3 separate regions of the Mus musculus genome follow, and regions 1 and 3 are each linked to region 2. Evidence: chromatin contacts called from public HiChIP or PLAC-seq data. All regions are on one chromosome and are shown on one strand. Each heading gives the region's core, a stretch centred on a gene start, on an enhancer-like site or on the middle of the called end of the contact. The rest is flanking DNA. Distances are from core to core; before and after follow the strand shown.

Region 1 (2,781 bases), core at 261-2,760, 230 kb after region 2:
CATGGTCTCTGTCCCCATCAGCTGCACTAGACTCTGACATCCTTCTAATTGGAAAGGACCTTTCTCTACTCCTGGCCCTCACTCGGCAAACCTCCCACCGTGACAGAAGATGCCAGAATGAATTATCTCACAGGTCCCACAACAGAGACTCTCAGTGCAAAGTCGGCGCTGACTTTACATCCCAGTCAGTCATCTATAACCAATCCCCCTTCCAGTGCACCTGGTTCTCACTAATCCATCGTCAGTTAAGTGTAATGCTTTTGAAAGACAGGATTAAGCCTTGGTTTTGAAAAGACCCAAGCAGCAGAGTCTAAAGTGATAATTGGTGAAATCTGTCCCTTCAGCCTCTATCCTCTTGGGCAGACACCAGATGACTCTGAACAGCCAGGTCCTAGCCTGGAAACTTTGCCCTCCGCTGGTGAGACCTACCTGAATGTTTTTTTCACAGTCTGTTTGCTGGTGAAGGGACAGCTCACTTTCCAGGACAAACTTCTTGCCACATTTATCACAGATCTGCATGCGCCTGTGAGTAACGTTCATGTGCTTCTCCAGGTACCAGCGAGTATTAAACACCCTGGGGCACTTCTCACAGGTCAGAGTCTCTTTCTCTTCACACTTAGCTTTCTGAACTGGCGCTTTAGCCTCCTTGGTGGCCCGCTTCTTCCTCTTGGGTAGCTCTGCACTTTTCCTACGGCCTCGAGTTGTGCGGGGTGCAGGGGAAGTGGTAGCTGCGGCAGCAGAGGCCGCTCTCCGGGTTCGCCTCTGTGTAACCCTGACTCTCTCCACTTGCTTCTCCTTTTTCTTCTGCCGTCCGTTCTCTCCGTAGTCACTGCTGTTATCTGTGGCCTCCTCCTCAGTCTCTTCCTCGTCTTCCTCACTGCTTGTCTTAAGGACAGGCGTCTCTTTGGACTGGGAAGAGACACCCTTTTCCCCTTTAGAGACATTTAATGTTTGGTTATTAAGGTTTACCTCCACTATGATCTGCTCCCTTTTGTAAGAGACTTCCTCCTCCTCTTCCGTGTCATCAGAATTCTCCCGGTCTTCCTTGACAGTATGCACATCAGACACTGCCCTTGGCTCCCTGAAATATGGCTGCTCCTCCGTCTCGTGGAGATGTGGTTTGCTCATCTTGGTGTCTGCTAGCACAGAGTAAGGGCTTCCAGACTCCCTTTTATACACTTTGGTGGACAGGTCGAGCTCCTGGCTGGCACCATGGTAGAAGGTGGGTGGCGCCTGACTTCGATGGCTCTCTTCCTGGGCCATTCCTTCTGCATGCACTGCACAGGGTTCAACCAGCTCCGGACAAGGACTGGCTGTGTAGCTCATTAGGAAGTGGCCCAGTTCAGACGACACAGAACACCTTGAAAACAGGGCAATTAAGACTCAAATCTTTCTCCCTCCACGGAGAACTAACTACTCAAGAAGTGAGAATAAGAAACTCCTGCAGCCTGCATGCAGTTCTTCCTGTGTCACAGCACCACCGCCACCTTAAGTCAAAAAGGGCTGTTCTTACGGCAGGCGCAGAGCACTCCTCGTCTTCTTTCGAAGAGAACTGCAGGGGACTTGGAGCATCTTGTCTATAAAGAGAAAAAAAAATGAGGGAAAAAATTATATCACCATATTCTTCTTAGGCCATGGAATTCCTCACAACACACAAAATTTAAAATCATTACATTCCATACACTTTGATTCATTATTCTCCTCAAATGGTTTGAAATGGATATTATTTTACAGGCTTGTATGAGTCCCCAATTTCAGTTAGAATGTAAATTCTATCATACCAAGAGCCATATCTGTCAAATTCACCAAACTATCTTTAAAGCAGACAGCATGTGTTTGATGAAGAAATACCTACTACCACATGATGTCTGCCACACTGGATGCTGCAGGGTCTGCTGGTATCAGTCTCATGATACAAAAGGCCATGAAACACTCAAGGGAGTCATACTGGCAGTTTCCTTCAGCATCAGCCACCACATCTACCAGAGTGAGAACCCACACACAAGGGCAGCCACATGGGCACTGCAGGCCACAGAACTAGAGCAGCTAACTGGCACAACCACACAAGGAAACCGACCTGGCCTTTAATAATTATAAATGAACCGTCACCATAACTTGCCTCAGCTATGGGAGCACCGCTGAGGCGGTTGACACTTGGTGCACAGCCATGCTACAACTGGGTGACTTTTCATGTGTCAGTTGCAGAGAAGTCAAAATTCTGAGAATCAGTCACCACCAGGTCGGCACGGTTCTAAGAAAACTAAAACCATCCATGAAAAAACAATGACGGGCATACAATCTGCTTGCAGCATGCTTATACTGCTATTTTGCCAGCTACCCTGCAGCTGAGTCATACAAATGACAATGGAGGACCTGTATAGTCGAGTTGACAAAAGGAAGGAAAACAGTATTTACTGAATGTCTGTCATGTGATGGGCACCAGAGACATTTTTATTATTCAGCATCTACTTAGTACCTACTGCAAAACTTTGGGGCTAATTTTTAATTAATTAAAATAAGCAAAGCTTAACTTTCCCCCTTCTTCCTCCTGAGATGAGGGTCTCACTATGTAGCCGGGCTGTCCTGGAACTTGTTGTACAGACGAGGCCACCTGGTCTCACAGAGTTCTGCCTACCTCTGCCCCCCGAGGCCTGGGATGAATGATATGGCTTTTTCTTAATATATTGGTTCTACTCGGCTGAAGTGAGTGAAATCTTGCTACGAAATAACCTTAGTAAGAAACTGTTCAGTACACTTGACGCTGAACTGCTATGTAACTTT
Region 2 (2,737 bases), core at 170-2,669:
GGCGTTCAGTGATTATGAAATGCAGACAGGATACTCATGGCGTATTTTAATCTCGGCCCTGGGCTGTCAAACAAAGCCGCCGGTAGCACATTTCTATAAAATGAACACAGTTCTATAAAATGGACCCGGGAGAGATACTCCTAATCCCAAGCACCCCCATGTGTGTATACGATGTGATGGGTGTATGGCGGTGTGATGGGTGTATGGCGGTGTGATGGGTGTATGGCGTTGTTCTTTTGTCTCTCTGCCTCTTTAAATCTCTCCTGGCATATTTCCCCTGCTTGGCCTCCCTGTCCTCACATCCCCAGGTGTCCTCACATCCCCAGGTGAATTTCCTGGTTAGCAGGAGTCTGTTGAGCTGCCCTCCAGGCTGGATCTCTGAGGGTCAGAGCGAGCAGAGAACAGGGGAAAGCTGTTTGCACTTAGGAACCATTTTGGCTGTTCTAACCATTGCCTTTAATGGCCACTGCTGGCGGCGCTATAGCTGCTAGAGGGTCAGGGCAGCTGGTTCTCTCTCCTTGCTGGAGCTGGGCTTGGCCCTCCCGGCACTAAGAGTGCTTAGGTGTGGTGCCCTTTTACCTATAGGACATAACCACTACTCAGCCTGGCCTTGGTAGACCCGGGTTTATTGGAGCAGGGTCAATGTAGCAGAGATGGAGGAGTGGAAGACTTTCTTTCTCTGTCATTGTGAACACATTTATTTAGATTCAGCAATGACTGTCACCGCCCCTTCCACTCTACCTCCAGGTCTCCTTTAGAATACTGTCAGGGGCTTGCTGGACTTAGCTCCCACCAGGAGAAACCCCTGGGAAGTGTGAGTTGTGCTCCCACTCATCAGGAGCTCTAAGCCAGCTCAACCTTCCTCACGCTGGGACCTTTAATACAGGTCCTAAGGTTGTGCTGACCTCCAACCACAACATTATTTTTGTTGCTACTTCGTAGCTAGTTTTGCTACAGTTATGAACCGTAATGTTCTGTCCTGATATCAGCTCCTAGGCGACCCCTGTGAAAGGGTAGGTAAGTAAGTAGGGTCTGTGGATCCCCAAAGAGTTGTAAGCCACAGATTTAGAGCCACTGTAAGCCCTCAGCACACCAGCCTAACGCAGCCAACTCTGGGCCTCTCATAGGTGGGATGAGTAAGTTATCCAAAGGGGTTGTAATGTAAGCAAGGGAATTTAGGTTACAGGTCCCAGCAGTGCCCTGTGCGGTTTGGGCCTGAAAGGAATTAGGTAGCACCAGGCTCAGTGGAAAGCCAGGCTTAGAAGACAAAGGTCCTCTTCCAGGCTATCCCCTTGGGTTTTAATCAGGGCTGGGGGCTTTGCTGAGAAGGAAGTCTGGGAGGAGCCTAGAGTGGGTTCCCAGGATGGGGTGTGTATGCCCTAGAGGGTGAGGGAGGGCTGCTGGGATGTCTTTCTTTCATTGGTTGGGTAGACCTGCCCTCCTCCCCCTCCCGCTCCTGGAACATTCCAGACATTCCAGCCAATCTGCCTGCCATTGCTTTCTGGATATGGATTAACAAACATCCTTGCAGAGATTAGATTTCACTGCTACCACCCTGCTCCTGCCATACTGAATAGAAGGCCCCAAATCAGAGTTTGGACAGGCAAGTCTTGGCCTTTGACCTGGGATTGCACTAATGGGTTCTTTCAAACTAGGCTCCTGTTCTGGGGTTGCTGTATGCCTTGTTTCTTCCTAGGCAGGCTGCCTTCATCTCCCCTCTATCCAGAAGGACTTCCTGGGGGGAGGTGTCCGGGGCTGGGCACTGTTCATTTTCTCCCAGATTCTTCACCCATCTGAACATACTCGGTGTATCTATTTGGTTAGCAAAGGTGTTTTGTGAGAAACCCTTACCAGGGAGATCCAAAGCTGCCTTTTGGCCAGTCCTTGGATCTGGTACCTGGTGGAATGGGGTCTAAGGACTCAGCAATGGGCTTGTTGGCTTCCCGTGTGTGTCTGACACAGAGCACGCCTCACGCCGCTGGACCGGGTGTTGACTTTGTGGTTCTCCTGCCAGTACTGTGGGTGCTGGGATTACAGAGGGTCGACAGGCTTATCTATCCGTGCAGTCCTGGGACTTGAGCGCAGGACTTTGTGTCTGCTAGACAAATGCTGTACTCGTGGAGTTATGTCTGTCTGTCTTCCCCTCCTCTTCTATCACTGCAACGCCACCTTCCGACTGGCCTACTGTTCTATAGACTGGCCTGTGCGTGCATCAGTCCTGCTTTAGCCTGGAATCATGGCTCAAGCCTCCAGACTCAGCTGACTGTTTCCAATCCTCACTGTATCTACTCTAACTTTGTTAGGTCAAGTTCACAAACCACCAAGGTTTTCCTTCAAACAGATCCACCTTTCCTTTAGCTTTTTATTATTTCTTTTTCAAGATAGGATTTCTCTGTATAACCTTTGCTATCCTGGGACTCATTGTGTAAACCAGGCTGGCCTCGAACTCAGAGATCTGCCTGCCCCTGCCTCTTGAGTGCTGAGTTTGAGGAGGAAGAGGTTGGGTTTGGGTCAGGGGTGACATAGCTAAAGGAGCCGGGGACACCACTGCTCCACTCTTTTAGCTATGTCATTCCCAGATTTTCCCTGCTGTAGCTTGTCAACAAGGAGTTGTCGCTCTCAGAATTTCAGACTCAGTGGATCACAGAGACCCTTCTATTTTACACTAGACCCTGCTTTGGTAGGGACTGCCTAGGACAACTAAGGCCAACACACCCACTGTTAGGGCCTTGCATTC
Region 3 (2,936 bases), core at 331-2,830, 180 kb after region 2:
CTTGGTCATGGTGTCTGTTCAGGGAGTAAAACCCTAACTAAGGCAGGTGTATTGTCTGCATGTACACCACATGTGTGTCTGGTGCCTATGGAGACCAGAAGAGGACATCAGATCCCCTCAAACTAGAGTTGCAGATGTTGTGAGCTACAATATGGGTGCTGGGAATCAAACCCAGGTCCTCTGGAAGAGGAGTCAGTGATCTTAACTGTGGAGCCATCTTCCTACCCGTGGAAGTTGAATATTCAAAGGGGCAATGATGCCAGTGCAGCTCACCTAGTTTCCCACACAGCATCTTTAAAGTGAGAATTAATGCCTTTGTGTATCCTTCTTAACATTTTTATTATTTCACTTATGTTTAGTGTGTGTGTATGTGTCTATGTGTACGCACATAGGCCATGGTGCACCGTTTCTAGAGGGAGCTGGTTCACTTCTTCTACTGTGTGGGTCCCAGGGAATTGAACTCACTTTGTCAAGGTTTGGCAGCAAGCACCTTCACCCGCTACACCATCTTGCCTCCCTCTTCCCTTGTTATTTTTTGGAGATATTTGGTTTTCATCAAAGAGGTAGTTTCAAGCAGAGTACACACCTGTTTTCATTCTTTTTGAGGGTTGGTTTGTTTTGTTGTTTGTTTTGTGGAGGTTTTTGTTTGTTTGTTTGCTGTTGTTTTGTTTTGTCTTTGCTTTCAAACTGCCTGTTAGCTGAGCTGCTGGGTTTCAGCTGAGCTTTGGTTGTCTCCTAGACTGGAGGCTTCAACAGGCAAGGACTGGGCCCTGGGTAACCCTCACCCAGGCTGCGGATGGCTTTAGAGCCTCCTGCCCTCCTGTGCCTATTTCTTAATGGCGTGCATGAGCCTCTCAACTTCCCCTAGGGATGTGCTGCAAGGAACCCTAGGGGCTGGAACTTGATGACTCATCTGGGGAACCAAGGGCAGGTTAAGGGCACAGAGCCCGGAAATGGGAGGGAGGGGACAGCAGGTCTGAAGCTTTGCGGACATTGGGTTCTGACAGCTGTTGCTGTCCTCTAATCCCCCAGCTTGGTATCTGCTGTGAGTTGGCAGCTGAGGGCAGAGACCACACCCTCTCTCTACCTGCTCCTCTGGAGCCCTGTGACACTCCCTTTCTGCAGGAGGCCTTCCTTCCCCCTCCCACTAGGTTCCCTATCAGCCCCATGGTGAGATGAGGCACTGTTTCAACCTGGCACCTGACACTGTCCTGTGAGATTTACCCTTGTGCCTTTCTAACTGCCTGCAGCCCAGTAACAGACAGCAGGAATGCCAAGGTCCATGAGACCAAGCTCCTGGACCCTGTGAGTGCTCTGGAGGAGTCTCTGAGGGCTGTTAAGGGGAGTCACTCATGTTATTCATGAGCTGATGCCCAGGGTGAACCACCTGTATCTGGTTCTATCCTGGACACCAGGGAGCTCCTTTCCAAAGGGAAGTGCTTGGGGAGTGTGCAGATACCATACGATCACAGATACTGTGGGAAACATGAAGCAACCAAAGGCACAGGTGACCTTTACCTATCCGGAAGTAGAGGAACCTACCCTGACAGGATGCTGAGCACAGGGCGGGAAGTGGGTGCAACCTTGCAGACGTGAAGGGAAGTGGCTTTCTGCAAAGGGAAGTGCAAGGACTCAGGCAGGAACCCCAGGGGTGTTCGAGAGCCATGGGAACCCAGCCTGGATTGCAGGGAGCCATGGGGACACTGGATGGATGGAGTTGTCACTTAGAGGAAAGCAGAGTTGATGGATGATGGACAGAAAGTTTGGGTGTGAGATCATTGTGAACTCTGGCTCTTGCCTCTCAAACCAGTTGCACGTGTTGAGCTGGGGGCTAGGGCTCAGACTCCAATCTGTGGCCCAAAGGGGCTGAGGCATATCTTCTCTGCTCCTCATTTTGCCCAGCTTCTCTTCTCTCCTGTCGGAGCATATGGAGAGAACTTCTGTCTCTCTTTGACCATGTTCTCATACCTGCCAAAGGCCATTGGTCCCTTCTTTGTAGCTCTTCTCTCTCCAGCTAAACTGAAAACAGGAAGGGAGGCTGCATATGGAGCCCTTATTCTCCTGGATCATTTGTCACCTCTGAGCTGACTGCCTCGTCTGCTAACCTAGGCCTAGGCCTGGAAGCTTCGAGCTCTGTACAAGTTTACCTAGGCAAAAAAAAAAATGCTCTCGGCCTCTGAGAATTGCTGTTGAGTAAGCTCGCCCTTCTTGTTCTTTCTTGATTCTAGCTGGCTGGTTCAACTCAGCTCTTCTGGCTCAAACTCCTCTCCAAGCTGACTCAATCTGGCACTTCTCTTTGCCTCTGAATTGCTCTGCTTGGCTTCGAACTAACTCTAGCAATCTTTTTTTTTTCTAATCTACTGGCTCCTTCCCATTCTCTTGCTTGTCTGTCTTCACCTGTGTCTAACTTGTTCTCTCTTCAATCTGTCTCTGTAAAACTCTCCTGGTAAATCTGTCTCTGCCTCCCTCTCTGCTGCTCTACTCTCCCTCTCAACTCCACTGTGCTGTCTCCACAAGCGCTACTGTATTCCTGGGCTATACTCTCTTCTCCTGTGCTGTCTCTCTCTTAAGTAGCTTCCCTTTCCTTGTGAGAGTTGGACATGTCAAATCTTTCTCTGATTCATCTCTTTGTCTGCCACTCAATTAGACATCACTTTCAAACATGGTTGCTTCCCTTTACAAACTAACTTTACCTTCATTATTTGGGATTATAGGTATCTACTAAGGGCATGTCTGTATTTTACAGCCAGAGGGATTAATGGTGTATGCTAAAGTCTGAGCCACACCCTAACTAGAAACAGGTTCAAACATCCTGTAACAGGAGGAACTACTTTTAAACTTCTTCTTGACAAAGAGTAGGGGAAGGGAGTTGCTGTAAGGATCCTTGTCCACCCTGGTCACTGCAACAGAGGGGACTCTGCATGCTTTATTTCACA

The links. HiChIP or PLAC-seq counts read pairs in DNA pulled down with a chosen protein or histone mark.
Region 1: an H3K27ac HiChIP or PLAC-seq map of trophoblast stem cells shows a contact between it and region 2, with 4 times the contacts expected there. The contact joins the promoter of Zfp652 here to the enhancer-like site in region 2. A contact is called at or near these places in 1 of 15 datasets of contacts at CTCF or cohesin (large pre-B cells), 8 of 484 Hi-C or Micro-C datasets (the Ba/F3 cell line, the G1E-ER4 cell line, bone marrow-derived macrophages and 3 more), 4 of 115 datasets of contacts at active chromatin or transcription factors (bone marrow-derived macrophages, embryonic stem cells, large pre-B cells and 1 more) and 2 of 9 other capture datasets (adipose tissue and liver).
Region 3: a contact with region 2 is called in an H3K27ac HiChIP or PLAC-seq map of embryonic stem cells, with 8 read pairs. The contact joins two enhancer-like sites. A contact is called at or near these places in 1 of 15 datasets of contacts at CTCF or cohesin (large pre-B cells), 8 of 484 Hi-C or Micro-C datasets (B cells, the HPC-7 cell line, Th1 cells and 5 more), 9 of 115 datasets of contacts at active chromatin or transcription factors (bone marrow-derived macrophages, embryonic basal ganglia, embryonic stem cells and 4 more) and 2 of 9 other capture datasets (liver and pancreatic islet).

What each region holds. Positions count from the first base shown.
Region 1 is chr11:95,747,796-95,750,576 of GRCm38.p6, reverse strand. It overlaps Zfp652 (zinc finger protein 652), which reads right to left and starts at 1,510. Exons shown (of 5, transcript NM_201609.2): 1 at 430-1,510. The coding sequence starts at 1,326.
Region 2 is chr11:95,981,368-95,984,104 of GRCm38.p6, reverse strand. All of the region lies in intron 2 of Igf2bp1 (insulin-like growth factor 2 mRNA binding protein 1), which reads left to right. Among named protein-coding and RNA genes, the nearest start is that of Mir3063, 19 kb to the right of the region's middle. Within about 2 kb of position 1,419, at least 105 of the 459 cell types and tissues checked have an H3K27ac peak or open chromatin away from gene starts, as enhancers often do. A contact at or near this core is called in the G1E-ER4 cell line, embryonic stem cells and trophoblast stem cells, where this site is marked.
Region 3 is chr11:95,803,830-95,806,765 of GRCm38.p6, reverse strand. All of the region lies in intron 3 of Gm29933 (a long non-coding RNA gene), which reads left to right. Among named protein-coding and RNA genes, the nearest start is that of Gm29933, 3.3 kb to the left of the region's middle. Within about 2 kb of position 1,580, at least 91 of the 459 cell types and tissues checked have an H3K27ac peak or open chromatin away from gene starts, as enhancers often do. A contact at or near this core is called in embryonic stem cells, where this site is marked.